Linked DNA regions of Callithrix jacchus: region 2 is linked to region 1. A link is a contact called in public Hi-C data. All regions are on one chromosome and are shown on one strand. The core of a region is the stretch at or near the end of the contact, and the rest is flanking DNA. Distances in the headings are between cores, read along the strand shown. Region 1 overlaps ARHGAP35 (Rho GTPase activating protein 35). Region 2 overlaps ARHGAP35 (Rho GTPase activating protein 35).

What was found. Hi-C and Micro-C count contacts between places; a contact is called where the count stands out from the background.
Region 2: a contact with region 1 is called in a Hi-C map of skeletal muscle, with 1.9 times the contacts expected there. The contact joins two enhancer-like sites. A contact is called at or near these places in 3 of 3 Hi-C or Micro-C datasets (induced pluripotent stem cells and skeletal muscle).

What each region holds. Positions count from the first base shown.
Region 1 is chr22:40,894,995-40,899,732 of calJac240_pri, reverse strand. All of the region lies in intron 3 of ARHGAP35 (Rho GTPase activating protein 35), which reads right to left. Among named protein-coding and RNA genes, the nearest start is that of ARHGAP35, 64 kb to the right of the region's middle. Within about 2 kb of position 1,957, at least 4 of the 16 cell types and tissues checked have an H3K27ac peak or open chromatin away from gene starts, as enhancers often do. A contact at or near this core is called in skeletal muscle, where this site is marked.
Region 2 is chr22:40,951,284-40,956,693 of calJac240_pri, reverse strand. All of the region lies in intron 4 of ARHGAP35 (Rho GTPase activating protein 35), which reads right to left. Among named protein-coding and RNA genes, the nearest start is that of NPAS1, 34 kb to the left of the region's middle. Within about 2 kb of position 3,298, at least 4 of the 16 cell types and tissues checked have an H3K27ac peak or open chromatin away from gene starts, as enhancers often do. A contact at or near this core is called in skeletal muscle, where this site is marked.

The DNA.
Region 1 (4,738 bases), core at 708-3,207:
ATGGTAGCCATAGCCTGTGTTTGGCCTGGGTCTCCCTCACCTCTCCACAGCAGCCACGGTAAGCTTCTTTGAATGCTTTGAATGCATCAAGTTCTTTCAGCTTCACAAAAGCTTCCATCTTCACTGCCTTTGCCCTCATGCTTCAAGAGTCTCAGCCTTAATTAATATCATTTCCTTGGGGAGCTTTCCTGATACCTCAGCTTAGGTTAAACTCCTTTGTTACCCAATTCCTTAGTTTCCCGTACGTACCTTCCCGCTAGTAATATTCAGAATGCACGCGAGTACATGCTTCAAACCTAACGTCCCCAAGACTGTAAGCGCGATTAACGTCACTACCACACCTAGGGCACTTAGCACAATGCTGGGCACAAAACAAATGCTCACTAAATGCCCAGACGCTGAATTGAATGTCTCCTTCCTAAAAGAATGACTGAACTTGTGCTCTGGAGACAAAGTACCTCATTTAAAAGACACAATTTTTTCAGGAAACATAAAATCCAACGTCAAGTAAGTGTGCCCACCCCATTTTTAAAACCAAGGTATGTATTTAGTCTCAAAGCTCATTGAGTAGGACTAACCACTTCTGAGGCACACACTGAGAATCTTTCCAGAGCAGGTTACAAAGAGCTCATATTTCATCACATTCAGCTTGTCTGTCAAAATGCAACATCCCTCCCAGGGGAGCAAGCAGTCCAATTCCCCAGCTGGTTTTTATTCACACTAGAAACTTTAACTCCGTTCTAGGCCTCACAAAATGAGAGCTGTGTCCACACAAAGCCACAACAACCAGCCAATTCACTGAATCCAATGAAATAAGCCAATTCACTAGGGGGGCCACAAACTGTCAAACTGGTTACTTGGTGCCTTATAGACCAAACAATGCATGATTGAACTGGTTAGCTTTTCAATAGGTTGTCTTGTCATGTGGTTGCTGCAGTGAGTGAAAGATTTTCTTTATCATTCTGTTTTGTCTTTTTTTTTTTTTAAGCACCAAAATAAGAACACATCAGATAGAAGGGTAAATAGCCAATAATGTCTTCTCTCTAAGTCCACAGTCAAACACACCGAATGCAGCCATTTCAGCATGCCCAAAAGGCATACTTTGTGGAACAAGGCTCCCCAGCCTGTTTTTTGGCTTTAAAATAAGACCCTGCCGATCCTGATCTCCTCTTTGCAAACGCATGGCACTGGGAGACAGAGACCATGTGCAACAACAGCTCTTTATAGACAAAGCCACTATTCATGGTCCCGCTGAAGTGCAATCGTAGATTTTCAATTTCATTCAGCTGAGTGCGGAAGGCTCCCACTATGAGGGTGGGTTGCTAAATGGTTCAGCTGGGAAAAGCACCCAGAATGAGAGTCAGCTTTACAGTCTACACTTTCATGAGGAGAAATGAAAGCGATTCCCTCACTCCGACTCCAGTTTTACAGTAAAGACCTAATCTAGCAAACCAACCAAGAGCACTGAGTGATTGTTTTCTGTATCACATTGGTACCCAGAGCATAGCTTTTTTGTTAGGGCAGTTGCTAGGGTAAGTACCAAGAAAGCAGCTCAATAATGCATGGGGTTAAAACTTCCACCCGAGGGATGTATAATGTTGGCCCCTCAAGCCCACAGCTAGCTCAGACAAGCGTTCTCCTTTCTCTGAATACAACATGCATATTTCCACCTTCAAATCCTTCCTCACCTCATGCCAGGACCGCAGGTCCACTCGTTCTTCGAGGTCTAGCTGGATGATAACAGCTGACACCTGCCCGGCATGCACTATGCCCAGTGCTCACTTCTCACATCTGATCAGGAAGGTGCTCCCTCTTTTACAGAAAGAATGTGGAGAGGTGACTCATGTGCCCAAGGTCCAAGTGAGGACGTGGAGGAGCTGAGCTGACCGTAGCCCAGATTCCCAGAGCCTGGGCTCCTAAGCACTACACCCTGCTCTAACGTACCTACCCCAGCATGCCCACACACAGCCTTCCCTGGGCAGGCCACCGCTTTTCAGTAGCTGTGTAGGTCTTACTGCCTCAACTGGGGACCGAGGTCTGGGCAAGAAGGGTCTGTGCCATTCCCCCATGGTGTCTGGCACGCAAGAGGTACTGAGTGTATTTTCCATTACCAACAGAAATCCGAGGCCCTGGCTGCCCCCTCCCTTCAGATAAATATTGTAGTGCTTTGTCATGCCAATAAAAATCAACATCCAAATCCCCCACATAGGGGTTGACTTGGCCTTCTTTGCCCTGACGGTATCTTGCTTTTCCAGTCAAACAAGTGCCAGTCTGTGTTCCCAACTGCAGCAATTTTACTAGGAGGTTTGCTCTAGGGGCAAAGGATTTGCTCATCTCTGCGCTGGGATAACAAAGCAACTAACCTCATTTCAAAGCACCATTTCCCAGGGCAGTGAAAGAAAAGTCCACCTTCTAGTCACTCTTTCCAAAGGATACACCATAACTGACTTCTGGCACGCTACTGATCTTGGGCCAGAAGTATCATTTTATTTGACCTGAAGGGGTGTGGCCCACATAGCTAAAGATAGACCGGAAGCCGACCACTTCTTGCAGCTGACCCAGCAACCCGGGGAAGGAAGTCTCAGGTTAGGAAGTGCTCACTAGCAGCATGAACACAGCCATCTCAGAGGCGCACCGTGACCAGCTGTTTTCTGCTGAGCCTCCACTACAGTGTGTACTCTTGAAAGCTTGGCTTGCATGGAAATGGAAATATGTTTTTAAGGCATCATTCAGTAAGTCTTAAAAATGGAGCTAGAAGTCAGAATATGGTTATATTTCACTATGCTATTATGCCACCTTCCTAATTCCCAGGTGTGCAAACACCCCCACAAATTACAAGACTGTCAGCATTTTTAAGCTTTTCTGGCAACAGTCTTCATTCGAAGAGGAGGAGGAAGAGAAGAAAGGTTCAAAATGTTTGGATTCCAGTATCATTAAATAGGTGGGCTCTGGGAAAATACTGGAGGCAGGTCAGGCTGCTTTCTGCAGGTCTGGCTCTACCAGCCTTTGGAGGAGAAAACACTGGAGGCAGACAAAGGACTCCACGGAGAAAAGCCAGGCAAAGGAAAATCAAACAAGAGGATGCCTGTGGTATTCATTATTAGTCAGCACAGGCCGGGTGCAATGGCTCACGCCTGTCATCCCAGCACTTTGGGAGGCCAAGGCAGGTGGATCACCTGAGGTCAGGAGTTCAAGACCATCCTGGCCAACATGGTGAAAGCCCGTCTCTACTAAAAAATACAAAAATTAGCTGGGCGTAGTGGCATGCACCTGTAATCCCAGCTACTTGGGAGGCTGACGCAGGAGCATTGCTTGAACCCAGGAGGCAGGGGTTGCAGTGGGCTCCAACCACTAGACTCCAGCCTGGTGCCTGGAGACAGAGGGAGACTCTGTCTCAGAAAAAAAAGAAAATACAAAATATTAGCCAGGCATGGCGGCGGGCATCTGTAATCCCAGCAACCTGGGAGGCTGATACAGGAGAATCGCTTGAATCCAGGAGGCGGAGGTTGTAGTGAGCCGAGATTGCGCCATTGCACTCCAGCCTGGGCGACAACAGCAAAACTCTGTCTCAGAAAAAAATAGTCAGCACAGGCAGGGAGGAGAACAGAACCACTCTGCCCTTTCTCACACTGCACAGGTGAGAAAACTCCGGAAGCTCCTGGACAGCGGTGATGCAGGAGCACTCTCCACTACGGGGGAACACAAAGTGGATGCAATTTCCTTGGGAGGGTGATGGCACCCTGTTCCTTCATCTCTCAGGGCCCTCGGGACTGCCAAACTGGCCTCCGTGATATATTTTACAACACAGTTGTCAGGACTGTCAGCTCTCAAGACAGCTTGGATTCTAGAGCCTTCTGATTTGGTATGTTTTGTAATAATAAAAGTTTCTGGCAACCTTTCTTTTCAAAGGTCCCTGCAATACTTTTAGACAAGTAACTCTGTTCTCTGTTCCTTTGTGAAAGGCAGAGTGGCAAAAGCTTTATCATAGAGAAAACCTTCTATAATAATACGCTGGTCAAAGGTTATGATATAACATAGTTCTGTTGTGGTGTCTCACCAAAATGACTTTTTCTGAAAATATATAGAGTATATATACATATATACATATTCTATACATTTTTCTTTCCTTTTTCTTTTTGAGACAGTCTCACTCTGTTGCCCAGGTTGGAGTGCAGTGGCGCGATCTTGGCTCACTATAACCTCTGCCTCCCAGGTTCATATGACTATCCTGCCTCAGCCTCCTGAGTAGCTGGGACTACAGGCACCTGCCACCACGCCTGGCTAATTTTTGTACCTTTTTAGTAGAGACAGGGTTTCACCATGTTGGCCAGGCTAGTCTCCAACTCCTGACCTCAAGTGATCTGCCCGCCTCAGCCTCCGAAAGTGCTGGGATTATAGGCATAAGCCACCACGCCTGGCCTATATAGAGTATTTCAGTATTTCTAAATCAGCTTTGGCAATTGGGGGTGGAAAGAAGCGTATTTCTCCCTAATCCAAATGGGAAAAAAAAGACAAAGTTGAGAAGCACTTTTTCTTTCTCAAAGCATAAGCCCAAGGGGGCAGAGTACTGCTTATAGCTCGCTGCCCTGCAAACTACAAAGTACAATTCTACACAGCATAAGAGACTTCATCTGCTCCTGCCTCTACATATGACCAGTAGGCCCGATGTTTACAATGTATACAGTTAACTCTTCCTTTTCTGTCCCTGCCCCACTGGTGATCCCTAAATAAAACCCAA
Region 2 (5,410 bases), core at 2,049-4,548, 56 kb before region 1:
AGATCTCTCCATTGCACTCCAGCCTGGGCAACAAGAGCGGAACTCTGTCTCAAAAAAAAAAGATTAACTCACAACTATGCTTTTTTCTGATAACCAGTAAAAGCTGAACAGATTATTGGAAATAGATGTAGATGTTCCTTACTTTGTGAATATCATATTCGTGTTCTTGTTAATTTTCCTATTACAGTGGTTCTTATTTTATACTTGTGAAAGTCTATGAATATTAAGTAATTATCTCAACGTTACATATGTTTACATTTTTCCTTTTTCTTATCTGTCTTCTAATTTTGTTTACTGAATCGGTTGAAGTCCGTAATTCAAAAATGTTAGGCTTTCAAGACCAGTCATTTTCCTTATGCCTTCCTTTGTTTTTATGCTCAGAATAGGTTTTTCCTATTCGTATATCAGCTATTCAGTTTTTCCTTCTTGTTCTTTTTATCAGTTAAAAAAATCATTTCATTCTGTGTTCATTCTGGATCTTATTTGGTATACAGTGTGATATAAGAAAAAAAAGTAGTAAAAGTTGATTAAGTAAGTTAGAATAAAATATCAAGTGAAGGATGGACTCCCACTCCCTCCCCATCCTCCCCTGGGCCGAGGAGCCTGTTCAGCTTAGAGTGGATTCCAAGCACTCATTCCACTCGCCCTGTCCTGGCAGAGGAGGTCCACTGTGTGCCATCAAGATCTAAAGGACTTCGTCTAAAGGATGGTGAAGTCACTGTGAAAACGGACATGGGACCTCATGGCTAAAGCAACCCTGGGTCCCACCTGAAGACTGGCTTTGAGAGACTGTCTTGCTGAAGGCGCAGAGAAGAAGCCATCACTGAACACCAGAAACAGTGTGGACAGTGGAGAGCACCGGGCCCTGGAGTCAGTCAGGCTCCCGAGAGCCACGTGTCGGTTATCATTGTCACTGCTGCCTCTGGAGAGGCAGCCATCAGGCAAGATCAAAGCAAATGGCCTGCTTGTTTTCTGGGTTCCCAGACTTCTTCAGACTTCAACAACACTGGAGCAAGAGGCATCAATTCCCTGGCTTAAAGGCTGTTAACTGACCAAGGCTTTTCCCCCCAGAGAAACGGAGGTTAATGGACCAACGCCAGGGACATCCCACCACGCAACACCTAGTTACGAAGGAGCTGCCACTGCTGTCCTCGCCTGCGAGGAGTGCTGGCACTTTCTAAACCAGAGTGGTTACACACTGTGCACTGAGCTAGGCGCTTTGTAGCCATCCACCGTTGGCTTGTTTATTTTTTTGAGTCGGAGTCTTGCTCTCTTGCCCAGGCTGTGGCGCAATGGTGCAATCTTGGCTCACTGAAACCTGTGCCTCCCAGGTTCAAGCAATTCTTCTGCCTCAGCTCCCAAGTAGTTGGAATTATAGGCACATGCTACCACACCTGGCTAATTTTTTTTTTTTTTTGAGATAGAGTCTTGTTCTGTAGCCCAGGCTGGAGTACAGTGGTGTGATCTTGGCTCACTGCAACCTCTGCCTACCGGGTTCAAGCAATTCTCTTGTCTCAGCCTCCCGAGCAGCTGGGACTACAGATGCACGCCACCACACCCCAGCTAATTTTTTTTTTTTTTTTGAGACGGAGTTTTGCTCTCGTTATCCAGGCTGAAGTGCAATGGCGTGATCTTGGCTCACCGCAACCTCCCCTCCTGGGTTCAAGCAATTCTCCTGCCTCAGCCTCTGAAATAGCTGGGATTACAGGCACGCGCCACTATGCCCAGCTAATTTTTTGTATTTTTTTTTTAGTAGAGACGGGGTTTCACCATGTTGACCAGGATGGTCTCGATCTCTTGATATCGTGATCCACTCGCCTCGGCCTCACAAAGTGCTGGGATTACAGGCTTGAGCCACTGTGCCTGGCCATTAATTTTTTGTATTTTCAGTAGAGATGGGGTTTTACCATACTGGCCAGGCTGGTCTCAAACTCCTGACATCATGATCCACCCACTTCGGCTTCCCAAAGTGCTGGGATTACAGGCGTGAGCCACCGTGCCTGGCCGGCTTGTTTATTGAATGAATGATGATGCCATTTAATCTCCCACACCTCATGGGAGGAGCTGTTGGGTGGGTGGAGAATACAGATGAGAAAACTAAGGTTTAGAAAGAAGTCCTTGCCCCAGATCACAGCTGCTAGAGGCAGTGTGGTCTGAGTCGAGGGCCTCTGCCACCGTCCTGCCTCCTTACCATTCCAGGAGACACCGGGCTCAGGCTTCTGCTGTGTCCTATTAATCCAACAGGCTGGGGTCCAGACCACAGTGCCCCCCGCTCCCGGAAGCAATACTACACTTGGGTGAAGCCATCTGGCCTAAGCACCCGGGCAGCTTTTGAGACGGCACACCCCTACCTGCTGTGCTGTCGAGACCCTGCTCACCAGCCCTAGTCAGTAATTCTTCCATGGACTCTTTTCTCAGCTACTCTCAGGACAATGTAGGCATGCCTTGCGTATGTGTCAGCAGGTGCCAGTCTTCATCTCCTAATTTGAAAAACTAAACTAAAGCTAAGTGATTTTTCCCTTTCCCTCAGTGTCAGCCTCCATAATACAAAGAAAATGATAGGACCAACGGCACAAGTCTCAAGAGTCCGGAATAATGCAGCCATGTCGCTGTTCCCGAGTCCCATTGCAGAGAGGCAGTCTCCCAGCTGCAGAAGACCCAGCCAGCCGAGGGCCGCGTCGGCTCACTTTCTGGCAACCCTGACCCTCGGTGGGACTGAGGACTGCTCTGCACTGCCTCCTAATGGCCACCAGCCCCGGCATCAGAGGCCAGGAGACAAACTCCAAATGAGTGATCTGGCAATTATCAGTGGTGCGGACCTGCTGAAACCTCACTAGATGGATCGTCACAGAAATGGAAGCACTGGAAGCCACGAGGCCGAGCCGGAGCATCAGTTAATCATCAGTTTAGTACTTCCTGTCATCTGGGCACATGTTTATTTTACGCAATCCCATTTTAAAATAGCAGCCCTGCTGCTGTCGTACACAATACCATGGCGTAATTTAGGGGAGGTAGCATTTGCTCGGCTAGTGCAATTTATCATAGCTACTAATTAGACATCAATTTTAAAAAGATTAAAAAAACTGAGAGCAGGCTGCAGACACCACCAAGGCTGCAGGTGAGAAACAGGATGCTGGAGAGAGCATGGGCAGTTTGCCAAAGGCCTGAGACCGCAGCAGGAAAAGGGCTGGGGTCCTGGAGCAGACCCCAGGCAAAGATGCTAGATATTAAGGCGTCTGTATCTGGAACACCCAGTGTTCCCACATGTAAACACTCTAGGGTGACTCTGGCCCACATGTGCCAACAGCAGAAGGCAGAATTCTTACCAGCAGTGACCTCCACCAATCAAGTCTATCGCAGGCCCCCAAGTCCATCTGAGAAAGCCTCAACTTTAAACCCATAGGCACCCTTACCTACCAGACATCTCCAAAGACCCACATCACCAAAGCAGAGCCTTGGCAGTAGGCCTTTTCTCTTTTTCTCCTTTTTTAAAAGCCCTCCCTACTCGCTGCAAATATCTTCAATTTTTTATCTTTTTTATTTATTTTTTTTGGTCAGCATTTTCACAAGCAAAATATCTTCTATGTTTAAGTTAATCTTTGGAAATAGAACAAGAAAAAGCTCAGAACAGCCAAGATCACGATCTTCAAATATCTGAACATGGCCATGTAGAAAAGTCTTGTTCCAATGGCTCTAGGGGACAGAGCTACAACCAAGAATGGCAATTACAGAATAGCAAATATTCTCTCTCTATAGAACCATGAACAGCCATAGCTGTCATTCACTGAAACAGACCAGAGTTTTCGAATCTCCTCTCACCAGACAACCATCTGACTGGGGTACTGTTTAAAAAGCTAGCTAATAACAATAATGATAAGCCATTTATCAAATGCTTACTCTGCATGAGGCACACGATGCTAAGTGCTTACATGCCTTTTTATAGCAGTTCTCATAATAACCCCTCCAGACTGCTGATTACTATCCCATTCTACAGATAGGAATGCTGAGGCCAGGAGGTAAAGGAACGTACAAGGTCAGAGAGTGAGTGAGTCACACAGATGGGATTTGAATCCTGTGGGACTTTAGTGCCAGCGTTGTTCATCTATTATGCTCGAAATCACTAGTTCCTAGGAGTGTGCATGCATCAGAGTCACCTGGAGGACCTGTTATGGTACAGGTGGTGGGGGGGTCCAGCCAGAGTTTTGCATTCAGTAGTTTGGAGGGGAGTCCAAGACTATTTTTCTTTGTTTTTGTTTTGTACACAAGGTCTTGCTCTGTGGCTGAGGCTGAAGTGCAGTGGCACCATCTCGGCTCACTGTGGCCTCAACCTCCCGGGCTCAAGCGATCCTCTCACTTCAGCATCCGGAGTAGCTGGAACTACAGGCATGTGCCACCACACCTGGCTAATTTTTAAATGTTTCTTGTGGAGATGGGGTCTTACTTTGTTGCCCAGGCTAGAACTCCTGGCTCCAGCAATCCTCTTGCCTTTGCCTTCCAAAATGCTGGGATTCCAGGTGTGGGCCACCGCACCTGGCCTCAGAATCTGCATTTCTAAGCATTGCCAGGTGATGCCGCTTCTGCTGGCCAGGGAACCACACTTGGAGAAGTGCCATTCTAGAAGATACGCCAGAGCTCTAAGGCCTCCAGAGAAGCCTCAGTCAGAATGCCTGAATTCTATGAGTCCATAAAATCGGGGTCACACACCAGGCAAAAGAGACACCAGATACTTTAGGAACAAAGCACTTCCAAAAACTGCTGCTTTTTATATGTAAACAAGCCTTATGCATTATTTAATCTTTCAACCATGGCCATGTATGACTTTCATAAAACATTTTAAAAATAGCTGACAAAAGCAAGGAAGACCTTATTCTTTCAACAGACATTTACCGAGCATCCATAGGCAGATAAGTTCCTTTACAAAGTTCTGTTTTTGTTTTTAGATGGAGTCATGCATACTCTGCGTGACTCCATCTAAAAAGAAAAAATCACCCAGGCTAGAGTGCCATGGCACGATCTCAGCAACCTCCCCCTCCTGGGTTCAAGCAATTCTCATGCCTCAGGCACTAAAGTAGCTGGGATTATAGGTGCCTGCCACAGCACCTGGCCAGGTTTTATATTTTTAGTAGAGATGGGGTTTCACTACGTTGGCCAGGCTGGTCTCAAACTCTTGACCTAAGTGATCTGCCCGTGTTGGCTTTCCCGAGTGCTGGGATTCTGGGTGTGAGCCACCGCACTTGGCTCCTTGACAAAGTTTTCAGTCTTGGTCTTCCTCAAAAATACTTTGGCAGGCCAGGTGTGGTGGCTCACAGCCGTAATCCCAGCACTTTGGGAGGCCAAGGCAGGAGGACTGCTGAGCCCAGGAGTTCGAGACCAGCCTGGGCAAAATAACGAGACTCCATCTCTACAAGAA